Regions from separate parts of the Mus musculus genome. Here all the other regions are linked to region 1. A link is a contact called in public HiCAR-type, HiChIP or PLAC-seq and Micro-C data. All regions are on one chromosome and are shown on one strand. Each heading gives the region's core, a stretch centred on a gene start, on an enhancer-like site or on the middle of the called end of the contact. The rest is flanking DNA. Distances are from core to core; before and after follow the strand shown.

Evidence for each region. A called contact is a pair of places that touch in the nucleus more often than the background predicts. HiCAR-type assays count read pairs that join an accessible place to other places. HiChIP or PLAC-seq counts read pairs in DNA pulled down with a chosen protein or histone mark.
Region 2: a contact with region 1 is called in a HiCAR-type map of astrocytes, with 5 times the contacts expected there. The contact joins the promoter of Laptm4b here to the promoter of Sdc2 in region 1. A contact is called at or near these places in 3 of 39 promoter capture datasets (cranial neural crest, embryonic stem cells and hippocampal neurons) and 1 of 115 datasets of contacts at active chromatin or transcription factors (astrocytes).
Region 3: a contact with region 1 is called in an H3K27ac HiChIP or PLAC-seq map of embryonic stem cells, with 8 times the contacts expected there. The contact joins the promoter of Atpsckmt here to the promoter of Sdc2 in region 1. A contact is called at or near these places in 2 of 39 promoter capture datasets (the 3T3-L1 cell line and hippocampal neurons), 3 of 484 Hi-C or Micro-C datasets (Sertoli cells, cardiomyocytes and palatal mesenchyme) and 2 of 115 datasets of contacts at active chromatin or transcription factors (astrocytes and embryonic stem cells).
Region 4: a Micro-C map of embryonic stem cells shows a contact between it and region 1, with 3 times the contacts expected there. The contact joins the enhancer-like site here to the promoter of Sdc2 in region 1. A contact is called at or near these places in 1 of 39 promoter capture datasets (hippocampal neurons) and 1 of 484 Hi-C or Micro-C datasets (embryonic stem cells).
Region 5: a contact with region 1 is called in an H3K27ac HiChIP or PLAC-seq map of embryonic stem cells, with 5 times the contacts expected there. The contact joins the enhancer-like site here to the promoter of Sdc2 in region 1. A contact is called at or near these places in 3 of 39 promoter capture datasets (cranial neural crest, liver and stem cell-derived epiblast-like cells) and 1 of 115 datasets of contacts at active chromatin or transcription factors (embryonic stem cells).

What each region holds. Positions count from the first base shown.
Region 1 is chr15:32,919,375-32,922,097 of GRCm38.p6, reverse strand. Sdc2 (syndecan 2) reads right to left here and starts at 1,375. Exons shown (of 5, transcript NM_008304.2): 1 at 793-1,375. The coding sequence starts at 852.
Region 2 is chr15:34,236,624-34,239,346 of GRCm38.p6, reverse strand. Laptm4b (lysosomal-associated protein transmembrane 4B) reads right to left here and starts at 1,321. Exons shown (of 7, transcript NM_033521.3): 1 at 925-1,321. The coding sequence starts at 1,023.
Region 3 is chr15:31,600,711-31,603,433 of GRCm38.p6, reverse strand. Atpsckmt (ATP synthase C subunit lysine N-methyltransferase) reads right to left here and starts at 1,318. Exons shown (of 5, transcript NM_026546.3): 1 at 1,285-1,318. The coding sequence starts at 1,297. Cct5 (chaperonin containing Tcp1, subunit 5 (epsilon)) reads left to right here and starts at 1,588. Exons shown (of 11, transcript NM_007637.3): 1 at 1,588-1,833. The coding sequence starts at 1,729.
Region 4 is chr15:34,175,707-34,178,429 of GRCm38.p6, reverse strand. No RefSeq gene overlaps it. Among named protein-coding and RNA genes, the nearest start is that of Gm38594, 11 kb to the right of the region's middle. Within about 2 kb of position 1,374, at least 16 of the 459 cell types and tissues checked have an H3K27ac peak or open chromatin away from gene starts, as enhancers often do. A contact at or near this core is called in embryonic stem cells, where this site is marked.
Region 5 is chr15:34,052,320-34,055,042 of GRCm38.p6, reverse strand. No RefSeq gene overlaps it. Among named protein-coding and RNA genes, the nearest start is that of Gm41290, 16 kb to the right of the region's middle. Within about 2 kb of position 1,317, at least 15 of the 459 cell types and tissues checked have an H3K27ac peak or open chromatin away from gene starts, as enhancers often do. A contact at or near this core is called in embryonic stem cells, where this site is marked.

The DNA of each region.
Region 1 (2,723 bases), core at 126-2,625:
GAGGGCCAAAGCAATGTCACAAGCACCCTCATCTTTCCATTTTGAAAAATTCCATCTCTCTCCAACAGCTTTGCTCCACAAGGACCGTTCCTGGAAGATCCCAGAAACCAGAGAGCCCAGGCCTGTTCCCAAAAGCTCCATGAAGCCAGGAGCCTCCAAATAGACCACCGACTGCATCTCCACTTAGTGTGGGCCCCTTGCCACAGCCACAGGGAGCATTAAACAAATGCACTTTTAGAAACTTTCACTCCTGATACTCTCGGTTTCCTTAATATGGACCCTATCTCCCTAAACTTGCCTTCAGTCAAGCTCAAAGCCTGGAGTAGGGGGATGTGTGCAGAGGAACAGATCCTCCCCAAAGTTTCCAACTCACCCCTGGGGTTTGTCCAGTACACAGAGCTTACTGGATCCTTTCCTGGCCCGCAGTGGTGCTCTAGTAACCTGCAACTTTTAGCCCTCTGTCCTTCCTAGACTACACCATAAAATCCCCCAAGGCAGAAAGCTGGAAATGACTTTAAGGACCTGTGGGGTCCCTAACCTCCAAGTCTTGTGCTCCCACCCCCTGAAGACATGGCTTGGGTAACTCCCTGTAGCAGCTCAATTGTGCAAGAGGGAAAAGGAAGAGCCCAGGGGCAAGTGGTTGAAAAGCAAGCTCATTTGTTTCAGTAGAACCTAGGCAGCCCCACGTTCAGGGTTGGCAGATCCCCCAGGTAGCATCCCCCAATTACCCTCTGGCTCTTCTATTTGCCCGGGCACTCTTAACAGTGCACTTCCCCGGCTGGGCCCACTCACCGTCTCTGCGGACACACAGGCCATCAAGCCCAAGGTGAGCAGGATCCACGCGCGCTGCATATTCCCCAGGGATGTGGCTCCTACCCGGATAAAAGGAAGCCCAGAGCAAGCCTAAGAGGGCCTAGAAAAAAAAGAAGCTGAGCCGCCTCCAGGAGAGAGGTTTGGGCTCCGATTCCGAGCTCTAGCTGTCTTCTCTGGCGCCTGCTCTAGCGTTCTCCCTGCGCCCCGGAAACGCGGCGCCTTCTCACTTGTTGGCTTCTGTACTCCCAACCCAGAGTTGCTGCTTCGCGAGGCTGTTTTCTTGGTCTGGTCCTACAGGGCAGCGTTGTGCTTTCACTCGGCGGACTCCGGTGTCTGGGTCGCAATGCTGTCTGATTTGAAGCAAGCAGTCGATGGGTTGAAACCGAGCTGCCGCTCAAGTTTAGGATGCCGAAAGGCGAACGGCGGCGGGGACGCGCGGTCTGAGGGGCTGGAGCTCCAGGAGTATCTGGAGTACAGCACTCTACAGCTAGACTGGTGGCTTGGCTGCAGCGCCCCTCCTTCTACGCGCCGCCTCCTCCTGGGTCCTCCCCCTCGATCTCACCCCACACCCCTCCGTGTCCTCTCCCTGGTCCTGGTCTTGGTCCTGCTCAGCCTCCGCTTCAACCGCCCCTACCTTCCCTCCCTTCTTAGCCTGGCCCTCAAGGTTCCTCCCAGCTACTGGGGGAAAGGAGGTTGCCAGGACTCCATGATAAAACCAGGGAGAAATTCTTACGGGATTACACTGGGATTGGCAGCTCCCAGAGCCAGTGGGAGCCAGCAGCTCCACTCTGTGGCTGTCCTGAGAACCTGCCTCTGCAAACCTTAGTGCTCTTTCATTTTCTCTCTCCTTCTTTCCCCTTCTCAACACCCTCTCCTCTCCCCACCACCCTTCTGTCTCCCTTTCCCTTTCCTTCTCCTTTTCTTCGCTGTAATTTTCTAAAGAAAATTCGATGAAGGTTTAATGGGCATATTGAGCCTTTTCTTACTTGTGAAAATTGGGTCAATAGAAAGATGAGAGTCGAGAAAAATGAGAAAGTTTATACATCCCCTTCAAGTATTCACAGTGCCCATAGGTCTCCAGATAATGAAGATTGCAATTCAAAAACGACAAAAATAATTGTAACAAGTTAGTGTTAAGATTCTCCTTGGAACTTTCCCCCATGACCCACCTCCACCCCCATCCCAACTATAACCCACAACCCACAACCCTCAAAAAGGTAGAAAAACAAAACCCAAAACACAACAACTCCAAAGCACAACTCATTAAAGGCTTACAAACCATTTCTGCTGCTCACAGTTTGTACCCTGCCTCCTGACTCACACACACACAAACACACACACACTGCCCCAGGCATCAGCTAAGTTCGATTTCCATATTTTTACTTTTGGAAAATGTAAAATTGCAACAGATAAGGATGAAAAATTAGAGAGTCTAGATATTAGCAGATGAATTTCAGAGAATGAATGGTTAAGTAGTTTCTGGCTTTAAGAAAATGAGTATGTATTTCCTACATAAAGCAAAAGCATGCGTCATGTAGTTCGGTGCTGTATGGTGCTACAGAACCAGGCAGGCACATACTCTTCTAATGCTCACCGATGTTCTCTTGGATTTAGAAACTGAATGAATTATGGACCCATTTTCTTCTGTAATGTCCATTTATAAAGGGACAGGGACATTTCAGTATTAGCCACTATTTTGTTATCATGTAGGATGAATTAAAAATACATAATAACTATTTTGTAGGTAAATACTACTCCAGACCTCAAGCCACACCATAAAAAGCTCTGTGATTTTCTCACACAAACACATACCCATACACACACACACACACACACGCACACATGCACAAACACACATACACAGAGACAGAGAGACAGAGACAGGCAGAGACAGAGACAGACAGAGAGAC
Region 2 (2,723 bases), core at 72-2,571, 1.3 Mb before region 1:
AAAATTCTATTATGCGGCCATAATGGACCCAACTAAAGAAAACTTGAGACTATAAATAGAACTGTAACATCACGTGGAAGGGGAATGCATTGTTTAAAATGGCACAAGGCAGTTTACAATTCAATACTGAATATCTTTTTAAACTATCAAAGGGAGCTAAGAATATGTTCTAACTAAAAAGTTTTATATGCCACTTAACTACCACTTTCAACTACATTTCGTTGTTCTGCAGCAAGTAGCTCGGATCTCTCTAAAATGATGTCACAAAATCCAAAATATTGAGGAATCCGACTCAGTCCAAGGCTGCCAACCACCAACCAAGGGCAGCCAGCGCCACAGGGCAAGAATCCATCAAGCTAACTCGCTGCCCCAGAGAATCACATGTTTGTTCTTGACACAAATGTGAGCGCCAACCTGAAGGCCATTTTTAAAGAAAACTAAATTTGCCCGCCGTGCCTATTCAGAGGGATCACCTGTCCTCGGGCAGGAACCTGAGTGGTTGTTAAGATGGCTTCTCCAAGCCAACTGGAACACAGGCACACTTGGGTACCTTCCCTGTGTAAGAGCTTTAAACAGGCGTACGCAGGAAAATCCTCTCGAGAGGAACAAGAATTTCCCAACCGTTTCTGCTCGGACGCGAACTCGCGAGGGCGAACGCTGTGTAGCCGTGGTGCGTCCCGGGGGTGAACATGCCCGGCCCGCACCTCGCAGGGCCCGGTGCCCCACCCCCCCCCGCCCGGCCCCACATGCCCCCGCCACTGCAGCCCGGCTCTCCCCGAGAATTAACTTTCTAATAATACAACTTTAGGCGGATGATCGCGGGCGGCCCCCAGACCGACGCCGACCTAGAAGCGACTTAGTGGCGCGGGGTGAGCGGCGCGCGTGGGGACCCCGGGGGCTCCCTCGACGCCAGGGCGCGCTCACCAGGTACCAGACGCCCAGCAGGATGGTGCCGGTGCGGACATGGCAGCACAAACAGCAGCTGTGGGAGTAGAACCGAGTCCAGGGAGCGACCATCTTCATAGCTCCGGCGCTCGTGGAAGTTTGTGAGAGCGTCGCTCGCTTCGTCTTGGGTCCGCTGCTCCTGCCCCTCTCCTTGGCCGCCCCGACCCTCGGACCGCTCGCCCGACCCTTGGCTCTGCACTGTACCGAGAGCTCCGAGTGGCCGCTGCGACGGGACACTGGGCTCGAAGACCGCGGCGACGCTAGGAGGCAGGGGGGAGGAGAAGCCGTGGGTCACGTGGCCTGCCCGGGCTCGTGATGTCACCACCGGCTCCAGCCAGCTGCGGGCGCTGGGAGCGCTGCGCCAAATAAATGCTTCCTTGCTGGACCCTGAGGGAGTCTCCAGAATTTTCCTCCGGAAATGGGGTGCACCTTTGGTTAGGATTCAGATTCATTCCAGCTGTGTTTGCCTCACATCTAGCTTGCAAATAACCGGTGAATGCTGTGCTAGGATTGTAGTTATCTTGCAAACTGGCGGAAGGAAGGAAAACTGCTTAGAATGATTATTCCAGTCAACTGCGGTACTTTGAACCACTGCGGAACCCGCAGAGAGCAATTTATCTCAGCTTCCCAGCTCAATTACTTTAGTAGCAATCTTTTCCCAGAAAATAGAATGTGTGTCAAGGGCATCCTCACTGTGCTTCCGTGGCATTTTTAATAATGACTGAAGTTCTAGTAAAACAAAAACAAAAAAACAATTACTGCCAAAAGATCTATGCAAGTCACAATACACAGCGTTGAAAGAGCCCAGGCAGAGGACTAGGGTCTGGGGGCGGGGGATGTCCCTCCAGCTGCTGTTTTGGATAGGATCCAAGTTTAGCCTTTGATGACCACAGTGCTAGCTAAGAAGCTCTGATAACTTAAATTAAAAGTTCGTGTGAAGCCGGGCATTGGTGGTGGTGCACGCTTTAAATCTCAGCAGTCAGGAGACAGAGGCAGGCCAGCGTCTATAGAGCAAGTTCCAGGACAGCCAGTCTAGTCTATAGAGCAAGTTCCAGGACAGCCATCCTAGTCTATAGAGCAAGTTCCAGGACAGCCATCCTAGTCTGTAGAGCAAGTTCCAGGACAGCCAAAACTGCACAGAGAAACCCTGTTTCAGGAAAGGAAAGAAGGAAGGAAGAAAGGAAGGAAGGAAAGGAAGGAAGGGAAAAAAAGAGACCATGTGAAAGTTTTATTTCAGGATTAGAACAAGAAATAAAATGGGTTCAATTTGGCCGGTCAGTGGTGGCGCATGCCTTTAATCCCAGCACTTGGGATGCAGAGGCAGGTGGATTTCTGAGTTCAAGGCTAGCCTGATCTACAGAGTAAGTTCCAGGACAACTAGAGCTATACAGAGAAGCCCTGTCTTGAAAAACAACAAAAATTTAAAAAAGTTTTAAAATGGGTTCGATTTAAATTAAAGTACATGTCAAATAAGATGAAAGATGGTTCAAGATTGGTTAGTTTCACAAAGACGTGCATCTACCACACTCTAGTTTAAACTTGGCTTCTATTCCCAGAGATACCACGTGTAGGTCCTTGAGCAAAGATACAAGCAGGATAACTGTTGTGGGAGGAATTGGAAAAGCTCGGTATTTGTTTCTTTTCTTCGTAACATTAAAGATAATTTTCTCTCTGGGATTGTCTATTGTTAGTTATGGGCTGGGGCTTTCCTCTCATGTGGAGTGTTATCTCAGGATGCAGGAGGCTCTGAGCTCCATCCTCAGGGTTGCAAAAAGAGT
Region 3 (2,723 bases), core at 69-2,568, 1.3 Mb after region 1:
GGAAAGGAAACTAGGAATCTGAACTGAGGGCAAAAGCATCGAACCACTGGGCCCGTGCAAGCAAGAAGAGTGGGAGCGGAGCAGCCGCCTGACTGGAAGGCGGTCTGTGACCCACGTGGGAATCTGCTCGCTCCTGCACCACGTGGGACCGAGACCTAGCACAAGCGGTCAGGCTTGGCAACAAGCGCCTTTACTTGCCGTGCCATCCTTGAAGTCTTTCTTGAACCTAGCTTGATGTCCACCAACAGTGGAATGGATACAGTGTGGTGTACATACACACAGAGCTTTATTCAACTGTAAACTAATGACTCAGAACCATCATGTTTTCGCTCAGATGCAGAATCTTGTTGTATACAAGTGTGTGTGCTGTGTTGAGAGGGAAGACCAGGAGGAGAGAGGATAATGAGGACAGCTTATAGGTCAATGGCAAGGTACAATTACATATATATATATGAATGAAAATGTCACAATGAAACCTTGTTTGTGTTAACTTTAAAAACCTTGTCCTGACATAATGTCAATCTGTGTCATGTAACAGCACAGACCTGAAAGCTAGCCTACTGTCATACAGGTTATATGCACTCTAATTTTGAGTACCTAATAAAAACAGACAATACGGCAGGGACAGTTTCTGTTCTGTGGGGTACGAGTGGAGAGACTGGAAACTCGTCACAAATAAATCCGAGCTTATAAAATGAATCGTGATTTCTGGCAGACGTACCGTGCAGTTACCCTTACGGGGTATCTTTCTAACAGCAAAACGCTGAGAACAAGAGACTCTGAGCACCAGCCGGTGCTACTTTGTCTCCACCTACAGTACACGCGCGGGGAAGGCCCAGGATCTGTGTAACCTGGGAAGTTAAGGACAAATACTATGTGCTGACGACCAGGCACGTCCAGCAACCTTGTGAAGTAGGCATTATCATTATTATTATTATTATTGTTTTTGTTGCTATTATTTTGTCATTATTGTTGTTGTTATTGCTGTTATTATTGTTATTATTATTATTATTATTATTATCTTTGCAGACAAGAAAACAAAGCTACAGGCTCAATAGCTTCCAAGCAGCAGCTCGTCCACCGCAGGGTGGATTCCAGCCGACCTAGGATCGGGCTGAGCAGTGAGTCTTGTGCACGGAGGTGCGGACAGCAGCCCCCAGCAAGCACTGTGGTAGCCACGACCGGCGCGGGACGGAGAGCACCGCAGCCACGCGCGCCCGATCCCCACAAGCGCCCGCGCCACAGACAACTATATCGCCCGCCGCCAGGCCGGTCAAACCTCACCTACTCGCTCCATCGCGCGTTCCGGGGAGACCGGAAGTGGAATCTACCAACGTCTTAGAGCCCGGGCGGCAATCAAAGAAAAGAAAAATATCTTAAGGAAATAAGCTCCCCGCTGCAACTCTGGATTCAAAAACTTTGAAAACTTAAATCCTTGAATCAGTGACTACATTATGTCTAGTATTAGCATTTGTGTGCTAGACGTCGCCTTCTAAGTTTCGAACACCCCCCCCCTCGGTTCGTGGAAAACGGACGTTCCCAACAGCGGCCGATTCCAGAAGCTACTCTGCGGCGTAAAAAAAGTCACTGTTGAAAAGTAAGTCGCGGGGTCTGCACTGCGCATGCGCGGGATTCTGCGTCCTCTCGCGAGAGGGAGGTGCGGTGTGTCTCTCTTCCCGAGTGGTCCCCGCTGGTTACTGGAGGAGCGCTCGTTCTAGTTCGTCCACCATGGCGTCCGTGGGGACCCTCGCCTTCGATGAGTATGGGCGCCCCTTTCTCATTATCAAGGACCAAGATCGCAAGTCCCGTCTCATGGGGCTTGAGGCCCTCAAGGTAACGGCCCGGAACGCGAAGCCGCGGGATGAAGGGAGTGGGCCGGAGCGCTTGTGCGCCTGCGCTGGCGAGAGAGCAGCTCGGCCATGTGCTGGCCCGAAAGCTCGAGAATCTCCGGTGCCGGGGAGCCCCTTTGGGCTCTAGGGTCACATCCCCGCTCTGGCTGCGGGAGAGGGCGTAGAGGCCTTCGTCCCACGGTGGGGTAGGGAGAGCGATCCGCCGCTTCAGAGCTGGGTGGGGTCGCATCCCCAGCTCACCGGGCGGGCGAGCAGGCCTGCGCCGGTGCATCTGTAACATCTGTAAGTCGCTTGTCCCTTAGAAGCGGGGCTGTCCCGAAAGGGAGAAAACTAGTGAGAAACGTGCACAGGACAGACCGAATGGCTGCTTGTAGGAAAGGGACCGTAAAGTCCCTTGGGCCAGAAAACGCATGGTGGTGACTTTTGGAGTGGAAGGAGAGAGTTTCAGTGGAGCACAGTTGGCCGCAATTGAGGATAGTTTCCTAAAGGGAAACAAAGAAGTTACCCTGAGGGAAGGCAGAGCCGAAGTGTTGAGTCGGAAGGCATGTCTCACAGAAGGAGAGGAATAAGAAAGGCTACCCAAGAGCCGGTGCTAGGCCCCCAGAGGAGAAAGGAGTGACAGTCACTGGTGTTGCCACAAAAAGCTCAGAGGAAGGAGGGAGCCCCATTTTAGGTTGTATTGTGCCAGTCGTGCCTCCAGGTTTGAGGTGCCCTGGTTGACCTGGTGTTAGGGAAATCCCTCGGTGAGTTCTCTATCAAACCGAATTTCTGACAGGTGTTTTGGAGTGGCTGCAGAAGTGGACATAGCAACTGAGGCCTGGTAGATGCTTGGTTCTCTTTGCCTTCAGCTTGTGCGCGTTGTGTGTTGACTTG
Region 4 (2,723 bases), core at 125-2,624, 1.3 Mb before region 1:
CATTCTATGGTCATTGCTCATACAGTTTTAGTGTTAAAAAAAAAAAAGAGTCTGGAGAGATGGTTCAGCAGTTAAAAATGCATAATACTTTTGGGGAGGACCTGAGTTTAGTTCCCAGTATTCACATTAGGCTGCTCACAGCTGCTTTTAACTCCAGCTCCAAGGACTCTGATACCCTCTTCTGGATTCCATGGGTACCTGCACTCACACATACACACACACATGCATGTATACACACATATACATACAAGAAAAAAATAATTAATAAAAAACTTTTAAAACAACTAAATAAAACTCATTAAACTATTTTCTAGAGTGGCTGTACTATTTTACACTCCTGAACAGCAAGGCTGTGTGGTTGGGGTGTAGTCCAGTTGGTTGAAGACTTGCCTGGCATGCAGGAGATGCTGGGTTCCACCCACCACATTGTATAACTTGTAGTGACACATGCTACAATCCCAGAACCTGTGAGCTGGAGGTAGAATTCCAGATAAGATGTTCAGGGTCATATCCAAATACATAGCAATTTCAAGACAGCAATTTTTGAGATACTATCTCAAAAATACAATGCATACATACATACATACATACATACATACATACATACATACATATGTACATACATACCAAAGACTTTCAAAATAAAAGTAACCTGAAAATAAGTCTAACTCCTGTTGAAAATTAAATGTTTTGTTAAAATTAATGTGCTTAAGATTAAAAGCTCCAGAATGTTGAAATCTGCTGAGGTGTAATAACCTATAAGCTCCACTTGGGGGCAGTTAACCTGGTCACTACCTGAAGCTTGAGCGAGTCACAAATACTTTGAAACAGTCATTGTCTCAAGCAGGCTTTGATAAGCTGGTAAAACTGAGGTGAGACCAGCAGGCTATCTCCCTATCTTAATTTGAGATTCTTTTTTATTTTTAAAGTAATCAATATTTTTCACACTGAAACAGTGCTGTTGACTCTTCTTATTTTAAACCCTAAATTCTTTTCAACGATCCAATGAAAATCAGTATTAAAGCGGCTAGAGCAATTTGTTGCTCTTACAGGGGAGCAGGTACCACCAACACAGTGCACACAGAGACTCGCAGGCAAGACATCCATACACACAGAATAAAAATAAATCTTTCCTAAGGGACTGGGTGGCTGTGGGCGACAAGTGGTGTCCCACGGTTGGCCCACCACAGGGCTAGGGCTCAGGGTCCTCAGCACCGCAGATGCTGCTGCTGGATGCCTCGGAAGAGCTGAGAACGAAGTGAGGCCCGTGAGCCGATTCTAGCCCAGGACTGAAGGGAAAGGGCAGAAGGAGAGCTCCGCCTGGTTCTCTCGGGGAGAAGTGTCCTGTGCTTGGTTCGACAGCAGCTTGCTTGATGGAGATTGGCTGAGAATGCAGAGAGGCTTCCGGCTCCATTGTTCCCCACAGTGGGTCTCGATGAGTAGAGGAAGTCCACAGTTTTAAGGCGTCTATTGGCATGCCGGAGAGTTGTGTTGAGTGAAACCTCACCCCACTTTCTCAGGGCAGGCCTAAGATTAAATACCTTTTGCAGGGAGGAGTGTCTGGGAAGGAAAGCTTAATTGGCTAAGCCCTTCAGGCCTTTAGGTATCTCACTACAGTGGAGATCTGTCTTGAGGCTACATGACCTGTGGTCATGTCCTCTACCTGTGGAGGGGCTGGGGCATTGCCCTACTTGACTTATGGAGAGCTGAGGCCTTGTGTCAGGAGCCTGGTGTCTAGGAGTGTGCAGGCAAACACTTTCCATCCCTTGCAGTTATCTGCTGAGTCTCCAGGGTTTAAACCTAGCTTGACCAGAAAACAGGCTGCCTTTCACAGTCCCACAGGTGGCAGTGACACACACCTTTGATTCCAGCACTTGGGAGGCAAAGGGAGGTGGATGTCTTGAGTTCAAGGCCAGCTTGGTCTACAGAGTAAGTTCCAGCATTCAGGTCTACATAGAGAAACCTTGTTTGGAAAAACAAAACAAGAACAACAAAAAAGAAATCAGTATTGGGCAGTGGCTCACACCTTTAATCCCAGCACTCCAGAAGCAGGGGCTGGTGGATGCCTGTGAGTTCCAGGATGGCCTAGTCTACATAGTAAATTTCAGGGCAGCCAGGGCTGTGTAGAGGACTCTGTCTCAAAAAAGAAAGAAAGAGAGAGAGAGAGAGAGAGAGAGAGAGAGAGAGAGAGAGAGAGAGAGAGAGAGGGAGAGGGAGAGGGAGAGGGAGAGGGAGGAAGGGAGAGAGAGAGAGAGAGAGGAGAAAATAACAATAATAGTAATAAAAAGAGCCTTATGTTAAGGGGGTCACTGCAGTGTTGTACAGGGAAGCAAACTGCAGGAAGAGATAGAAAAACTCAGATTTGGTTTTCAATTTTCAAGATTTTCTTCAACCTGGATAAGACTTCAGGAAGTCTAATAACAGGTGGTTTGTTCCCAATGTATTTCAGCTCGGTGTAATTTGAAGAAAGAAAGAAAGAAAGAAAGAAAGAAAGAAAGAAAGAAAGAAAGAAAGAAAGAAAGAAAGAAAGAAAGAAAGAAAGAAAGAAAGACTGTCCTGGTACAATATAATCCCTGGTGCACAGAGAAGTGTAATTACATTAAAACTCAGTTCAAGGTAGTGTCATTTCTTCAAAGAAAATGGTTTCTAGACCTATGCTCCTGTGGGCCCGAGAGTCTGGCCGGGTCATATGTAACATAGAGGTCATTTAGGCTATTAGCCAC
Region 5 (2,723 bases), core at 68-2,567, 1.1 Mb before region 1:
CCTCCTCCTTCTCTTCCTCCTCTTTCTCGCCTTCCTTCAAGTGCTTGGGGTTAAACTGGGGCCTGCCATGTGCTAGGGAAGTACTCCACCTCTTAGCTACATCCTAGCTTTATTTATTTATTTTTTCCTGAATTTTAGTTTGAGTCAGCATTTCTTTGTGTTGCCCATGCTGGTACTGAGCTCATTCTGTGGCTCTGGTAGGCCTCTGAACTTTTAATGTTTCTCCTCAGCTTCTTGAGTAGCTAGGATTACAGGCCCTATGGTAACAGGATAGGCTTTTTGACTATTGACTTCAGTTCTGAAAGCCATATTATTGAAGTACCACGTCCTACTTTCTTGCATCTTATAGTCAAAATCCAGCTATTGATACTTCATCTGTGTAGGACAGTGTCTGGATGACCCATGGTTAAATAAGGTGTAGATGTCAGTCCTTCATTAGGCAGCAATTGGGCTGAGCCACTGATAATACAGCCCTGTGTGGAGAGTTTTTGGGGCCCCTTCTAGACACTTGGTGGGAATTTGACTTCGGGTCAGGACAAAAGAAGTAAACTCAAGAAGGGAATCTGACTTTGGTCCAGGCCTCAGGAAATAGGCCCGAATTAAGAACATTTACATTTGAGTTAATGCAAAGCTCAGAGTGGGCTCAGCAAGGCTGGGGTGGCAGTGCTTTTGTTTTAGTAATCCTGACTAGCCCCTAGAAAGCTGTTTACCTGATTTTGTTTATTTCTTTGCTTGTTCCTTGACCCAGAACTGATCTTATCATTTTGCATGTACTTAAAGTGGTATAAAAGCAGACTGAAAAAAAAATAAACTTGCTTCAGCCTCAGAACTGGCTGGGGTCATGTTATAATGCTGTCTAATTGTCTTTTTTCCCCCTTTTAATCCTTGCTTCTACCCTGGAGAACCTGTTAACTGACTGACTTGGCTTGGTCAGCTCTGTTTTCATTCTGAGATTCTATGCTCCTTTCAAGGGTAAAGTTCCAGCCTCCTCTGAGGACCAGTGGAATGGGCAAGCTTTGTTTCTTGCTTTCCTCTTGTTAATATCTTCTTTTCCTTTCATAATAAAGCCTCAGTTGTGCTTAGGTTTTTTCCATCTAGAAGGAGCTAATTTCCCAAGTTCCTTGTAACTAGGGACAAAGAATAACCTTTGTAAGACTCTGGGGAGCCTTAGCTTACCTGGGATCTCCCGATTGAACCACGTGGAGCCAGGATCGATGCAAAAAGCAAGAGGAATTTATTGCTCCAGTGCACTGGGGTCATCCCAGACTCGAGGGAGAGGTGGTGACCACCAGCACCAGTTTGGCAAGTTTTTATATGGTTTCCAGGGACAGAATAGAACATCAGCAACTAGACACAATATGATTGGTGGAACAGTGTACCCTTTATACTGATTGGTCTTTAGGGAATGAGGTAATAAGGACGTCCTGCCCTGTGGTCTGAGAAATGCTAATTAGCTTCTCCCTTCTGGAGGGGAGTGTGTTTCATGACCTTCTCAAAGTTCCTGAGCTGACCTTTTCACCTTGACCTATTCTTGGCCCACAAAGTATAAGGAAAAATTCATAATATAGGAGTCTGGGGAGGTGATTATTTCTTCTATAAAGAGCACATTCATTGTTTTTTACTGAAATCTGTCTGGAACAGTGTAATACTTGGAGATAGGGTGTTCTCTCTCTGGTTCTGAGAAAGCAACTGAGAACCTTGTACATGCCACACAAATGATTTGCCCCTGAGTACATCTCTAGCCCAAGGTATCTCTCATATGACCATGACCACATCTGATCCTTTTTCACCATTTACAGCCCCTCCAGGGCTTGGAGGACCCGGCGGACCACACTCTTAGAACCTCTGCTTAAGTGGCTGGGTCTGACACCATTTCTCTACCGTCCTCTATAGATCTTGGTCATGGAACCAACACGCCCTCCCAGCCATCTGTATTTCTGGAGTGGTTTTGTCGGTTTAGGTGGAGACAGACATCTGTTAGCTTTTGTGTGTTTTAGGTCTCTGTTTTGTCTTACTTGTGACTTTGACGATGGGACAGACTGTGACGACTCCTCTGAGTTTGACTTTGAATCATTGGACTGAAGTTAGGGCTAGAGCACACAACTTGTCAGTTGAGATTAAGAAAGGACCATGGCAGACTTTTTCCTCCTCGGAGTGGCCGACATTTGATGTCGGCTGGCCTCCAGAGGGCACCTTTGACTTAACCATCATTTTTGAAATTAAAGCCATTGTCTTTTAGGAAGGGCCGGGATCCCATTCTGATCAACAACCATACATTACTGTATGGCAAGATTCGGTCCAGAATCCCTGACCTTGGGTTAAGCCCTGGGTGCACGGATGGACGGAAGCCAGGCTCCCGAGCCCTGGCTCTCCGAGAATCGTCAGAAAACAAATCAAAGGTGAACGCTTCTCTGCTTGTCAAGGATGCTGATAAGCTCACTCTGGGACAGCAAATAACTGTAGTGGCACCCAATGCTCTTGAAAGCATTATCCGACAGCCCGCTGACCGATGGATGACCAACGCTCGTATGACACATTATCAGAGCCTTTTGTTGACTGAACGAGTGACCTTCGCTCCCCCTGCTGTCCTCAATTTGGCTACCCTACTGCCCGAGACTGATGACTCTTCACCTACTCATCACTGCACTGACATTCTGGCAGAAGAAACTGGTACTCAATATGATCCTGGCCTGGGAGTCCGAGCTGGTACACGGATGGCAGTA